Regions from separate parts of the Zea mays genome. Here region 1 is linked to region 2. The links are chromatin contacts, called in public Hi-C maps. All regions are on one chromosome and are shown on one strand. Each heading gives the region's core, a stretch centred on a gene start, on an enhancer-like site or on the middle of the called end of the contact. The rest is flanking DNA. Distances are from core to core; before and after follow the strand shown.

The links. Hi-C and Micro-C count contacts between places; a contact is called where the count stands out from the background.
Region 1: a Hi-C map of ear shows a contact between it and region 2, with 4 times the contacts expected there. The contact joins the promoter of LOC103637697 here to the promoter of LOC111274019 in region 2. A contact is called at or near these places in 10 of 25 Hi-C or Micro-C datasets (bundle sheath, ear, leaf and 2 more).

Annotation. Positions count from the first base shown.
Region 1 is chr1:100,468,560-100,472,275 of Zm-B73-REFERENCE-NAM-5.0, forward strand. It overlaps LOC103637697 (replication factor C subunit 5), which reads left to right and starts at 1,673. Exons shown (of 11, transcript XM_008660366.4): 1 at 1,673-2,673; 2 at 2,802-2,912; 3 at 3,029-3,061; 4 at 3,239-3,401; 5 at 3,529-3,707. The coding sequence starts at 1,885.
Region 2 is chr1:100,270,518-100,274,077 of Zm-B73-REFERENCE-NAM-5.0, forward strand. LOC111274019 reads left to right here and starts at 2,061. Exons shown (of 2, transcript NM_001357142.1): 1 at 2,061-2,304; 2 at 3,207-3,560.

The DNA.
Region 1 (3,716 bases), core at 423-2,922, 200 kb after region 2:
GGCACCAATTTAAGGCATTGTTGGAGATGCTCTAAAGCAGTTAAGAAGGCTCTAAGGTACCTGCAAGGTACTAAAATGTCTCATGCTAACATATAGAAGATCTAGTTCCCTACAAATAGTTGGCTTTGCAGATGCTGACTGAGGAGGTTGTAAAGATACACTAAAGTCTACTTTGGGGTATGTACACTCTCTAGGGGAGTTATTTCTTGGAAGAGGTGCAAACAGACAACGAGAGCATCGTGACAGTGCACGCTGAGTTTGCATCCATGTATGAGGCAAATGGGCGGGCAATATAGATGAAGAGATTCATACTCGGATTAAGAGTGGTTGATAGCATAGAAAGACCACTGAGAATTTAATGCGATAATGAGACAACAATATTTTACTCTTATACCAACAAGTCAAGTGGCACTGCTAAGTTCATTGACATTTAGTGTTATGTTGTTAAGGAGAAGATTTCAGGATCAAACCATAAAAGTTGAGCATAACAATAGATAGCAGATGCTAGCGAATCCGCTCACAAAAGCCTTCCACCCAACGTGTTAAGACAACACGTAGCCGGCATAGGTTTAAGGGAGTGCCTATGATCTTGAATCACAGGGGCTACAGATTGCAACTTTGTAAAATATCTTTTCATTCTGAAGCAGGGGAGCATGTTGTATTCAATGAGTGCATTGATACTTAATCGGTCATTGTCACGCATTGGTCTCTATGTGTAAACTTTGTTGAGGGATGGAATCCAGAAAAGTTGAATATAATGAATGTAGAGGACAAAGGAGAGATTGTTGTGTGTGTCCTCTATAGCCGGTCACTAGAGACTAGATTGGACTCAACCAACTAATCGTCTCTTTAATCGGGCCCTTGATTGGGAGGGCCCATGTTGATCTCGGTTGGAGCCCCCGGTCACATGACGCTATATATAAAGGATTAAGGGTCGCAGGAAAAGCCAATGCTAGTACTTGCCCAAAACCCTAATCCACGCAGAGGCCCCATCGCCTAAGCGTCGGAGTGACTGGAAGAGCGACAACTAACGGCTCGGATTCTGATGCCTACTGTTCCTCTGCAGAGCAATGGAGGTGACACCGGCGGCGGCGGCGGCCACACTCCACCAACACCAAGCCAGGACGTGTCAACACAACAACAACGAAGGTATGTCCCCCTATTCCTCTCAGTAGAAGATTTACTCGTCATCGGAGATTTTCCAGTTATAGATTGGTATTCTAGAGGCTTAGAAATTGATCCTAGACATAATAGAATCTAACCGGTCGATCTCTTGACCAGTGAGATCTGCCCCCATACCCACCTTGCGAGGCCCTACTCCTTATTGCCGATGACTTCCCCGGCCCACCGGGACATGTCTCCACCGCGCAATCTTGGGCTTGAGCTCGTAGACTGAAGAGAGGGGATCAGGGGATCCAGAGATGGAGCAACAATGGGAGAAGTTTGGGGTAGCTGTCGTCTGGCTAAAGAAGGGAGGCAGGGCACCACGAGTCATTTTCACATGGCCTATCCAAGTCCTTGCCACGGTAGCGTGTCCGCGTGGCTGGCTACATACACAAAAAATAACATAAATATAGATGTAGTGGAAGCTCTCTCTCCTCTCCTGTAACAATTATATAGAGTCAATTGTAAGGATGACAAATGAATGTACGCCATCTGCAAAAATCCTCCGATCTGACCGGTGCATATGCAAAAAAAAATGCAGAAGAGAAGAGAACAATTCTGGAATGATTCCCAACGTCCTGCAGAAATCTGAGTGGCTCCAGTCCCCGTCCCAGCGGAGCAGAGCACTCGATCGCGTTGCGTTGGTGACCCCGTCGACGTCCTCGCTCTTCTCGCCGTGCATTGGCTTCATCACCTCCTTATTCGCGCCACGCCACGCAGATGCCATGCCAGTGCCCAGACACACCGCCGCGTCAACCTCCCGCTCTCTGGCTCCCAAGTTACATCACCACGGACATGGAAACCCCCTCGCCGGGCGCCACGCTCTCCGCGGTGATCGCCGAGGACCGCCGCCGGGAGGCTCGCCGCCGCCAGGGGGGCTTCGGGCAGGGCGGTCTCCTCCCGTACCTCGTCCCGGCTTGCGGGCGTCCGGCCGGCCAGAGGGGCGGCAGGCCGCTGCACTCTGAGCTCATGGTAAAACTGCACCGCTGGGGCGCCACTTTCCTGCCCAAGGGCGGCGGCGCCGTCGCGCGCGAACTCGAGGAGCCGTGCCGCGCGCCAAGCCCGCCGCCACGGCCTAGACCATCATTCACACCGGCTGCATCGGCGGCGGAGCCGGAGGTGGTGCCGCGCCACGAGGCGCCCGCCGTGAGTGTCGTCCCCACGACGGGGCCTTCGAGGGAGAGAGAGGAGCCGGCGGCGGGATCCGAAGCCATTGCCGAAGCGGACATGTCCGCCGGCGAGAGCGCGGGGAGCAGCGACCACCAGGCGACGCCGGTCGTTACCGTCGCGGGAGGAAGTGGGGGAACCTGGCTCAGAGCTTCGCCCAAGACGAGAGCGAGGTCTCCGTCACTGCAGACGGACAGCGACGAGTCCCCTCGGCCCCTCGCCGACTCCGCCGCATTGCCCGTGGTGGCCGACGACAAGTACGTGTGGGCGGACAAGTACCGGCCCAATGTCCTCAACGAGTTCATCTGCAACAAGACCGTCGCCGCCGAGCTCTACCAGCTGGTTGGTGATCACACGACCACATTGCAAACGTTGCTTCAGAGTTTGCCTTGCAGTTTCGTATCAGAGCAGCTTTTAGGATTGTGGCCAAGTTCATCTGATACATGGGCAAGTTCGTCTGTTGCATGCAGGTTGTTGCACACCAGTGCAGACATTTCATCTTTGAAGGCCCGCCGGCGGTTGGGAAGAGAAGCATGGTACTGGCACTTATAAGGGATGCTTTTGGCCCCCATGATCTCAAGGTCACTATGGCAAACTTGGCTTAAATTACTACTAGTCCTCATTTAAAGAAGCTAAATGGCTAAAACCTCGGTGTCTTCACAATTTGTTATTTTTTTCTCCATCCTGACATACGCAGATAGAGGAACAGACAAAGAGATTTGAGCTGAAGGTACTTTATATGCATGAAAGCGTTTTCCCCTTTTTTTAACTCCATGGTCACTTTCACCAAAGTGATCAAGTTCTTTTTTCCTTTGTTGAAGTGATAAAGTTGTTGCTATTGTTGTGAATTCATAAAATGCAACCAACTGGAATCATCAGCGACTAATTGACCGATTTCACACTATAGGGAGAAATTAGAAAGCACATCGATGTCAGAGTGAAGACCTCTGAGCATCATGTGGAGGTGAGCTTGGCTGATTTACATGGCTACGAGAAGTACATCATAACCACTCTGTTGAGTGAATCCATCCCATCACCAAGCTCAGTTTGTGACCATACTAACTGCAGAGGTAACATGCAATATTTTGTTAATAAAGCTAGGAATTTCAAACGATTGCATTGCATTGCATGCTCCGCATTGATTTGGCAGCAGTTTTACATGCTGCGTTCATACATCGGTTGTTTACATATGTGCAGTGATTGTTATCCATGATGCTGATAAGCTCTCGTTTGATCTTCAACATTATATTGGTTGGTTTTTGGGGAGGTATGCCGGGTGCAACAAAATCATTTTCTGCTGTTCTGATGCTTCTAATCTTGAAGCCATTAAGCATCTCTGTAAGGTTGTGACTCTTCAACCACCTTCATTTGACGAGGTACTTCAC
Region 2 (3,560 bases), core at 811-3,310:
GGGCGTAGGAGCATGCGCCTCCTCCCCGTATTCGTCCGACACCAGCCCTGACACCGACTCGCGCAGTGGCTATTGCACATCCACGAGGACATTTCACATCATGCGCGCACCTTCGTTTTCGCCGTCGTCGGACATCCCGTTCATCTTCCTGGCCTTTGCCCTGTTCTTCCTCCCCAACCTGTTGCCCCCACCCACGGTCGCAGTCGCGAGTCGGTCATGCTCCTTGCCTTTTTCGTGTGTGTCGTCGAGGAGGACATGGTGGTGCCTGCCACACTTAGGTTATCTTGGCGATGAGGGTCTAGGTCTGAGATATTGGACAACCAAGGCCCGTAGCGTGCCAGCAGTTGGCATATGCTACATAGTTGGTGGTGGTGTTGTGTCGCTTCGGCGGGTCCAAGGTTGGGAAAAACACTCGCATTCTCTCGCCCTCCTCGGATTGACGCCTGGTGCGGGTGCCTCTCGGTTTGGAGTTGCTCCGGCTAGGCTTCTTTCTCGGCTTGCATGCTCTCTCCTTATATATCTAGCGGTATGCTACCTATGTCGCCTCCAGATGCCCAGGTCTGAGATATTGGACAACCAAGACCCGTAGCGTGCCAACAATCGTCATATGCTACAGAGTTGGTGGTGGTGTTGTGTCGCTTCGGCGGGTCCAGGGTTGGGAAAAACACTCACATTCTCTCGCCCTCCTTGGATTGACGCCTGGTGCAGGTGCCTCTCGGTTTGGAGTTGCTCCGGCTAGGCTTCTTTCTCCGCTTGCATGCTCTCTCCTTATATATCTAGCCGTATGCTACCTATGTCGCCTCCAGATGCCCAGGTATTTGTTGTGTCCTTCTCCGGCAACGAACAAGTATGTCTGCCTCTTCCCTTCCCCTCCTACTCTACGAAACCATGAAAGTGATGGAGGCGAGGGATGAGAGTCTCTGATTTGCTACCTATGGGACCCGTGCATTTATAAAAATTATTATGGGAAGAGCAGAGACAATTAATAAAAAATCTTGAAATCTTTTTGGTGGATAATTTACGTGAGTATTATTGTGAGCCGTCGCAACGTACGGGTAACCGACTAGTATAAGTAAATGCATGGGTAATCAATCCATCATGGGGCCGGAGCACAGTAATATCCGGTTTTATTTGCAATTTCCCACCCCCTAATCATCCTGTACAGTATGAATCCATGTCTCTGCACTTTTGGGCCGGACAAGGCGGGGGGGGGGGGGGGGGGGGGCAACTGAACTGATGGTAGTGCAAGCTTTTGAGATGAGAAAAAATGGTGGTGGTGGTGGCAGGTTTGTTCTAGTAAGACTAGCTTGGAATGGGAGAGGAAAATGGGGAAACGAAGGGTAGGGCCTAGGCCTTGCCGATGGTGCGGCACAGGCAGGCATGATGATGGTTGGTACCGACGGCAGGGCATGAGTATCCGTTTGTGTGGTTGGAGCGACGATCAATGTTGGAGATTATGGGATGGATAACAATTAGATTATATATGTTGTGTAGTGGTTCAGCTTAATCATATGCATGATGCATGGGGGTTTGCTCCTAGCTAGCCAGGTCATCAGGCGGGGGTGTTTGGTTACACCCCGCTAAAATTTAGCCCCTGTCCCATCAAATGTTTGAACCTCCGTTCCAGGTATTAAATGTAGTCGGATTATAAAACTAATTTGTCAGCCGAAGATTAAAAGACGAGACGAATCTAGTCCAGATGGTTGGGTCTATATTTCATACTCCTATTTAAAAGTCAAACGCTTGATGTGACCCGAGCTAAACTTTAGCAGGAGCAACCAAACACCTCAAAAGCTAGTCGATCGAATAGTCCAAGTCCCATCCATGCTGTGCCGCTGATTGACGTGCTCGATCGGGCTCGGCTCTAGGCCTACTCTAGCTAGCTGCAGCCTGCAAAGGGAGAGACCATTATATAGGGGCTGATTGGTTACCTGTTTGCGCTCGTGCAGGGCCCATCGGATACAGTTTTTGACAGTGCCGTGTGTTTGGTTGCTTGAACAAATGTTTGAGCCAGGTCACGCTCGTGCAAAATAACCATCTCATCCAGGCCCATCACAAACGGCCAAAATCTCCGTTTCTCCAGAGCCAGGCTCCACTCGCTCCCTGTCCTCGCAGCTCAGAGCACGCGCAGGCCCCTTCCCTGTGTCCTGGCGTGGAGCTCGCGCAGCCGCCTCGCCTCGCCTGGAGCTCGCGCAGCCGCCTCGCCTGGATCTCGCGCTAGGGTTGGAGCCAGGGTCCTCACAGCCGCCTCTATCCTCGCCTGGAGCTCGCGCTAGGGTTCCTCTCGCAGCCGCCGCTGTTGAGGTCAGACTCTGCCTTCTCCTCTCACCCTCAAGCTCTCCCTCTCCCGTCTCCTCTCCCCGCTCCGAACACTGGGCCGGTCGATCGTCCGCCGCACCCCCTTGCGGTCACGGTTCTCTTCTTCTCTGTCTCTCGCGCACAGATCTCACTCTCCGACGCTAGATGCACTTGCTCCTGGTACTACCGGGTAACGAGGTTTGGCATTGTGGTCGGAGGCGGCCATGCCGGATGCGAGGCCGCCCTTGCTTCGTCTCGCCTCGGCGCGCGCACCCTGCTTTTACGCTCAACATTGACCGGATTGCGTGGCAGGTCTGCGCTGAGCTAGCTTTGCCCCGATGGTAGATATTCTAGTCAGGTTCATTACTGAAATTACTTGAACATTGACTCCTGATGCTAGATAATAAAAATCATGTCCCTTATATGAAGAATTGATCCATCAAACCCTGCAGTGTAGAAATTTAGCAATGTGAACTCTTACCTGTGATAACATTTTTGTAGGGCACAAATTCTGTTCCAAGGTATGAATGTACGATAGAAACTGAAGAGATGATTTTTGATTAGTATGTTGCATATCTTAGTATGCTATAGCCTATAACTATAAGGAAACATTCTTTGTTAATGAATTCCATTTAAATTTTAGTATTAGAAGTGTAGTTCTGCTTCAACTCATCTACCCTACCCAGCCTTGTAACCCTGCTGTTGGTGGCCCTGCAAAGTCTCAACTTGTCCATGAGGTAGATGCCTTTGGTGGTGAAATTGGAAAAAATACCGATAGGTACGAGTTCAAACGTCTTGTTGCCTGGAGAATGAGTTTCTCTGAGTGCAAATGGCTGAGAGTCCATATTTTGATTGCTAGTTAATCAACAAAGATATCTTAGCATACTGATTGCATCTTCTTCTGATAGGTGCTACTTGCAAAAGCGTGTACTGAACAGCTCAAAAGGCCCTGTTGTACGTGCACTGCGTGCTCAGACTGATAAGAGAGAGTATGCAATAGAGATGAAGAACAGTGTGGAAAGGTCAGTGTATACTAAGTTGCTAACTTTACTTGGATTTGTAATCTTGTCTGGCACCTCCATAAGTGGTTAGTGCTACATAATTTCTGAATATGTTTCGTTTAGCTGACCTCATTTAAGTTATGTTAATTTGATCATCATTTCAGAGCTTCTTAGGTTGTACTCACAAAATTGTGATCTTTGGCTTAAACTATATCAAACATGACACCTTCTCAAAATTTGGCACCAGATATTGTTGTTACT